Linked DNA regions of Mus musculus: region 2 is linked to region 1. A link is a contact called in public HiChIP or PLAC-seq data. All regions are on one chromosome and are shown on one strand. Each heading gives the region's core, a stretch centred on a gene start, on an enhancer-like site or on the middle of the called end of the contact. The rest is flanking DNA. Distances are from core to core; before and after follow the strand shown.

Region 1 (2,929 bases), core at 226-2,725:
CAAGAAAGAGTGATACAAAGTAATCAGGACTTAATGCAGGAAAAGGACGGAAGGTGGAGGGAGAGCTAATGCTAATGGAGAGCGAATGCTATTCGCTTTTCTAGCTTTACCACAGTCCACACCGAAGTCCTCTGATCTCCAACCTAGTGAACTTGTTCCAAATGGTGCAGAACTTTTTAGTGGCAGCTTTGGGGGTGGACCTTGCTGCTTCTACAGGGATCACTCCAGTTGTCCCCCAAGCCCTCTTCCTCTTCATTATGTCTCCGTGCACAGGGACCTTCTGAGAGGTGTTTTCCAACTGTTCTGTCTAAATAGAGCTCATCTCGCCCCTCCTGAGGGCTGCCCCATTTCCTTGCCTTGTTTATCCGTGCAGTGTTGTGGTGGAGCTGAGGCCCCATTCCTGCTGAGCATGTCCTCTCACAGTGAATCACTCATTCTTGACTTGCTCTTAGGCCACTTTATTACCCCCTGCCAAGGACATGCGCACAGGACTTGACTTATCACTACTGTACATCCAGTAGCGAAAGCAGTGCCCTGTCCTTGCTAATAAAAATAACTCACTCACCTAAAACAACAACAATGCATTGCTGGACCTGGTGTTGCATACCTATCCCTAGCATCCAGGAGGCTGAGGCAGGAGGATTTCTATGAGTCTGAGGCCAGCCTGCTCTTCATAGTTCTAGGACAACCTGGGCTACATAGATACCCTATCTCAGAACAAAACAGAAACAAGAATAGAAATTTTAGAAGATAAGAGTGGAGTAGAAATGTAAAAGTGTATGTCCCCAAATAATAATACCTAAGTTGGATGACAAGCCCGTCATTGACTTCCCTTTTTCCTTCTATACTCTTTTCAGATTCACCCACACTAGTGTGTATCTTAATAACAATTTATGCCCAAACGAATTGCTGTGTTTGCAGTTAATATGGACCCCCATGAGGAACACTTATAAATGGCACAAGCGCTATATTTCAATTCAAGGACATTGTAAGGGGATCACATATAGAATATGAGTGTTCCATTGCTGTTTAGTTAAGTCAGACACTTCTTTCTTGGGGTCTTTTCCTAGCTTTAGCTTCTCCCACAAGAGGCATGGATACCGAAACAAACAAACGAACAAACAAAGCCAGAACACGTCTTTAGCCGACGGTTGGCATATTTCATTCCATGTTTTACATGGTGTCCAGAAGCACAGAGCAGCTCTTGGATTCTGACAGCAGAACCCGCGCCGGCACGCCTCACAAACAGTACAGGCCGTGTGTTCCATAGCTACTGTCCACAGCAGCCAACGTCCACCTCCGTCTGCATCTCGGGCTCTAAATCAGACTATTCTCAGACCAGGAGAGCAGATTTGATCTCTCAGGCTAACTCACCAGGAGGTAAACCTGACCTCCTAGCTCCCCTCCGCCCAGAGATTCCCCGCACCCGCACCCGCTAGCCCCGCCCCGTAGCCTGGCGCGTGACGTCACCGCGCTGCGCCCTGTCAGGCGCCGCCATTGTTCCACCGGTAAGACCCAGGTGTGGGTCCCCGGCGCCATGAGCAAACGCAAGGCGCCGCAGGAGACCCTCAACGGCGGCATCACGGACATGCTCGTGGGTGAGTCCCGGGCCGCCCTCCGGCTCCTCTGCTCAGCCGGGCCTCGCTTCTCCCACCCCCCCCCCCGCGGGTCGCAGCGCCCCGGCTGCGTCCGTCGCGGCCGCCGGTGGAGGAACCCGCCCACACCTCCATCCCGGGACCCGCGTTCGCGGGGGTGTGTGTACTTGTGTCCTCGAGCCCTTTGTTGTCTTTTCAGAACTCGCAAACTTTGAGAAGAACGTGAGCCAGGCGATCCACAAGTACAATGCGTACAGGTACGTTGTTAGCCGGCGTTCCAGGACATCCTAGTTTGCTGTCACTTAGCAGGGATGGAAAGCCGGTGCCCAGTGGTTCAAAGCTGAGTGGCACTTTATTTAACCTATACAGGGTTTTGGCAGGGCGTTATAGGGTTAATTCAGGAGACTGTACAGTTCCGACTGAAAATAGGTGTCTGATGCATATATTCCCACCATTAATCTTGAATTGACTGGAAATACAGTTTAAAAAACATAATAAACAACAGTAGACGAGATCTGAACTGTGAAATAGATGTAGTTCAGGAAATCGCCTTTCCTTCTGGATGGGCTGTCACCTTCCTGAAAACCAGTTGCCTGCCTATCACTACAAACCTCAGCGGGCACCTTCTCCTGGCCGCTCTTCCCACAGTCAGCTACTTAACCTATAAGCATCCCAAAGCCCCTCAGCTTCTAACAGTAAAAGTAAACTATCCTTGCTTTCCCCAAGCTAGCCCTTACAGCCTTACAGTTAGTGTTCTCCTATAGTCTGTTCCATGCCTGGATTTCCTCATTTGAAGTCGAATTATTATTATTATTATTATTATTATTATTATTATTATATGATTATTTGGGGGATTATAATTACATCATTTCCCCTTTTCCTCTCTCCAAACACTTCCATATATAACCCTCTATGATCTCTCAAATTCATAACCTCCTTTTTTCATTATATATATATATGTGCACATATATATACACACATATTTCGATACACATACATACACACACACATTTTCCTAAATACATAAATACAATCTGTTCCAACTGTGTAATGCTACTTGTATATTTTCAGGGATAACCAACTGATGTGTTAGGAAAGACTGTTTCCTGTAGTTCTTTGTGTAGGGTTGAGGTCCTGACCACTGTGGTGTGTCTGTCACATTCTTCCTTGTTCAGCTCATGTCTGGGCAGTCATGTTAGTAAGACCTTATGAGCATAGCTTCTGACATTACTGGGCAACACAGCCTTCCCGCCATTTCCCTGATGCTCTGACTCTCACAGTCTTCCCATTCCCTCTCCACAGTGTTCCCTGGGCCTTAGGCTTAGGAGTTATTT
Region 2 (2,929 bases), core at 201-2,700, 71 kb before region 1:
CGGGGTTCGTGGTGAATCAGCTGCAGAAACAATGGCACTGAAACCTGAGCGATATGTCCTGAGATGGGCGCGCACAAGCCGAAATCCAGTAAGAGAAAGTAAGAAATAAAAGGCACGCTTGTGACGTGTTTCCGGGACAGCTCTGCCGAGTTGAAAGGTGATGGTCTCTGATTCTAGAGCAGTGGTTCGCAACTTTCCCCACGCCACCATCCTTTATACAGGTCCTCATGTTGTGGTGACCCCCTCCCCCAACCATAAAATTATTTCCATATGACTTCATAGCTGTAGTTTTGCTACTGTTGTGAATTACCATGTAAATATCTGTGTCTTTATGGCGGTCTTAGGCGACCCCTGTGAAAAGGTCTTTTGACACCTCCCTGGAAGGGTCACGACCCACAGGTTGAGAACCAACACTCTAGGAGGTTCCCACATTGTGTCCTGTGGGGGAGGGGAGAGCAGGAGCCGCCCACTGGTCTCTGCAGCCTTGACCTCAGGATTCTGTCATCCACGTAGGACGTAGGACAGCTCCTAACAGTTCTCTGGGATTCCTACCCTCCATTTTCTGGTTCTGAAGTTCTGCTGTGTGAGGAGTAGGATTTTCCAGGGTCATCAGCCCACTCCCACTTTCTGAGCCTCTTTGTCTTTCTTTTTGGATTCTTCTTTTTTTTTTTTTAATTAATAAACAGTCTCTATTTCTGTTACTTTATGTTCTTTATAATTCTTTGTTCAGGGGCACAAGAACTTGAACACCAGCAGGTGTTCTCTGGACTCAGATCTAAGCCTACAATTCTGGCATACTCCCACCCCCGTCTTGGATCTCCTTCAGCCAGCGGAATTGTTCAGTGACTCCTGAGGTGCAGAGTCCAGGCTTATGAAGGGGCGGGGGCGTGTGGGGGGCAGTGATGATGTGCCTCAGCTCAAAAGTCACAAAGCGTCCAACTCTAACTTGCCATTTTTAACATCTTTTGGAAAATAAGCATTGACCCTGTAGCCAATTTTAATTTTGTCACTTGTGTTAAAGTATCTGGCTGTCAGCCAGCAAGAAATACCAACTAGATGAGGGGTTTCTTTTCCTCTCCAGATCTCCTTCGTTTTCTGTCTGTCCACGCTGCCTCATCCTGAGAGTTGTGAGCCTTTCAGGAAGATATTCCTTGACTGTCTATATACCGGGAATGTCTTTCAGCCAAGTCCAAAGCCAGCTTTTATAACATACCCCCCCAGACCTTAGCACAACTGACTCCATGATGGAACTACCATTCAGCCATGAAACTCAGCACATAGGGAACACCACCTGCCCAAACAAAGACAAAAACCTAATCTATCAAAATCCATAGTTCTGGGGAGGTCTCTAAGTACACCTTGCTTTTTGGCTTCCGTATTTCTTGCTTCAGGCTAAACTGTTCTTGCTAACTGAATGTCAACCCAGGATGTGGTTTTATGCTTAAAAGCTCACCCTGAGATAGGCTAGGGGTGACACTGGGATTCTGAACAGCCAGTGTAGTCACCAGCCAGCTAATAGAGACTTTGTACTAGCTTAAACATACAGATCCAAGTGGTCTTTTCTGGTCTATATCATATAATAGGTTTTTTTTTTTCTGAGAGATTTTATTCACCTCATAAAGTCAAAATGATTTCCTTAAAAACCATCTGGTTGTATCTTAGTCAATATATATCAGTCTCACAGGTGACTCTGTCTGCCTTAGTTAGTACTATAATGTTTCTAGTTATTTCCATTTATAATGAATGTTTCTTATTGAATCCATGCACATAACTACATTGTCACAAAATCAGAGTACTCAAGAACCTCCTGACTTCTAAAGGAGATTAAGGGCAAAAGGCAGGTGCTTTCTAATTCCCTGTACAAGGTATACTTTACTAGTGTTGAGAGAAAAGTTGGGGCTTCCTCGTTTGGGGTTTTAGTCGGGATCATAAAGGAATTTAGAAATGGTCTCAGAAGGAAGCTTAAGAACAGGGTAGGCAAGCGGTAAACATGGTCACTTTCCAGGAGGAGGGAGATGGAGAAGAGGAGAAGGAGATCCAGGCATTTAGCAATGGAGGTCAGCGAGAGTGGATGGCAGAAGTGAGCACGAAACTTCAGGGAAGGAGTGAGAAGCCTCATGTGTCTACAAAAGTGTTGGCTAGACTCAGAAAGAGACAGAAGGAAGGAAGAGCAAAGTTGCAGAGAAGAGGGCAGGTCACCTGGTGGAGGCTGTCTAGGCAGCTGTGTGGGGGTTGGTAGGGCTTTCTGGGAAGAGTAAATATATTATCTCATTAAGGAGATAATTATTGCTCACATTTCTTAGTGTAGCTTTAGGGAAATCAGCCTGCCTAAAGGGTGGTCTCTGGGCTAGGTGATTGATGTGTTGTCCAGTCGGATTAAGTGTTAAAGGAGGAGATGATACCTGGATATAATGCTCTAACTGTGGGAACAAATCAGAATGCTTCATTTCCAGGGCCAGAGGGAGAACTCATTCTTTTGACCAGGAAGGAGGTGGTTGCCTTCTTAATTGGTCTCCACAGAGTCCCAATATCTCTGCTATTTTATATGATCAAAGTTGATATTTCCCTTTTTAGTGTTGCCAAGAAAACAGGCATGAGGGCAGGGTAGTTTCAAAGCCAACCGGGAAGAATGGGCTCGGCCACAATGGCCAAGGCTATTGATCCTTGTCTGGCTACTTAATACTAAATTATTTACTTAGAGGGAACAGAGAGACAAAAAGTTTGCTAACTCTAGAAAAATTGGACTGGAGAGATGGCTCAGCAGGTAAATGTGCAATTCTGACAACTTGAGTTCAGTCCTCAGGACCCACAGAGTGAGTAAAGTCTGAAGAGAAGCTGCGGAGACTATGATAGAAGATTAGAACATTGTAGGCTAGTTACCACATCTTGGACCAGTTCTAGACCTTCAGCCAGCCATTCCTTGCTGACT

Evidence for each region. HiChIP or PLAC-seq counts read pairs in DNA pulled down with a chosen protein or histone mark.
Region 2: an H3K4me3 HiChIP or PLAC-seq map of the 230-238 cell line shows a contact between it and region 1, with 17 read pairs. The contact joins the enhancer-like site here to the promoter of Polb in region 1. A contact is called at or near these places in 3 of 39 promoter capture datasets (the C10 cell line, cranial neural crest and liver), 4 of 484 Hi-C or Micro-C datasets (embryonic stem cells, liver and neutrophils), 3 of 115 datasets of contacts at active chromatin or transcription factors (the 230-238 cell line and embryonic stem cells) and 3 of 9 other capture datasets (adipose tissue, liver and pancreatic islet).

The regions. Positions count from the first base shown.
Region 1 is chr8:22,651,983-22,654,911 of GRCm38.p6, reverse strand. It overlaps Polb (polymerase (DNA directed), beta), which reads left to right and starts at 1,475. Exons shown (of 14, transcript NM_011130.2): 1 at 1,475-1,598; 2 at 1,795-1,852. The coding sequence starts at 1,538.
Region 2 is chr8:22,722,777-22,725,705 of GRCm38.p6, reverse strand. No RefSeq gene overlaps it. Among named protein-coding and RNA genes, the nearest start is that of Ikbkb, 18 kb to the right of the region's middle. Within about 2 kb of position 1,450, at least 48 of the 459 cell types and tissues checked have an H3K27ac peak or open chromatin away from gene starts, as enhancers often do. A contact at or near this core is called in the 230-238 cell line, where this site is marked.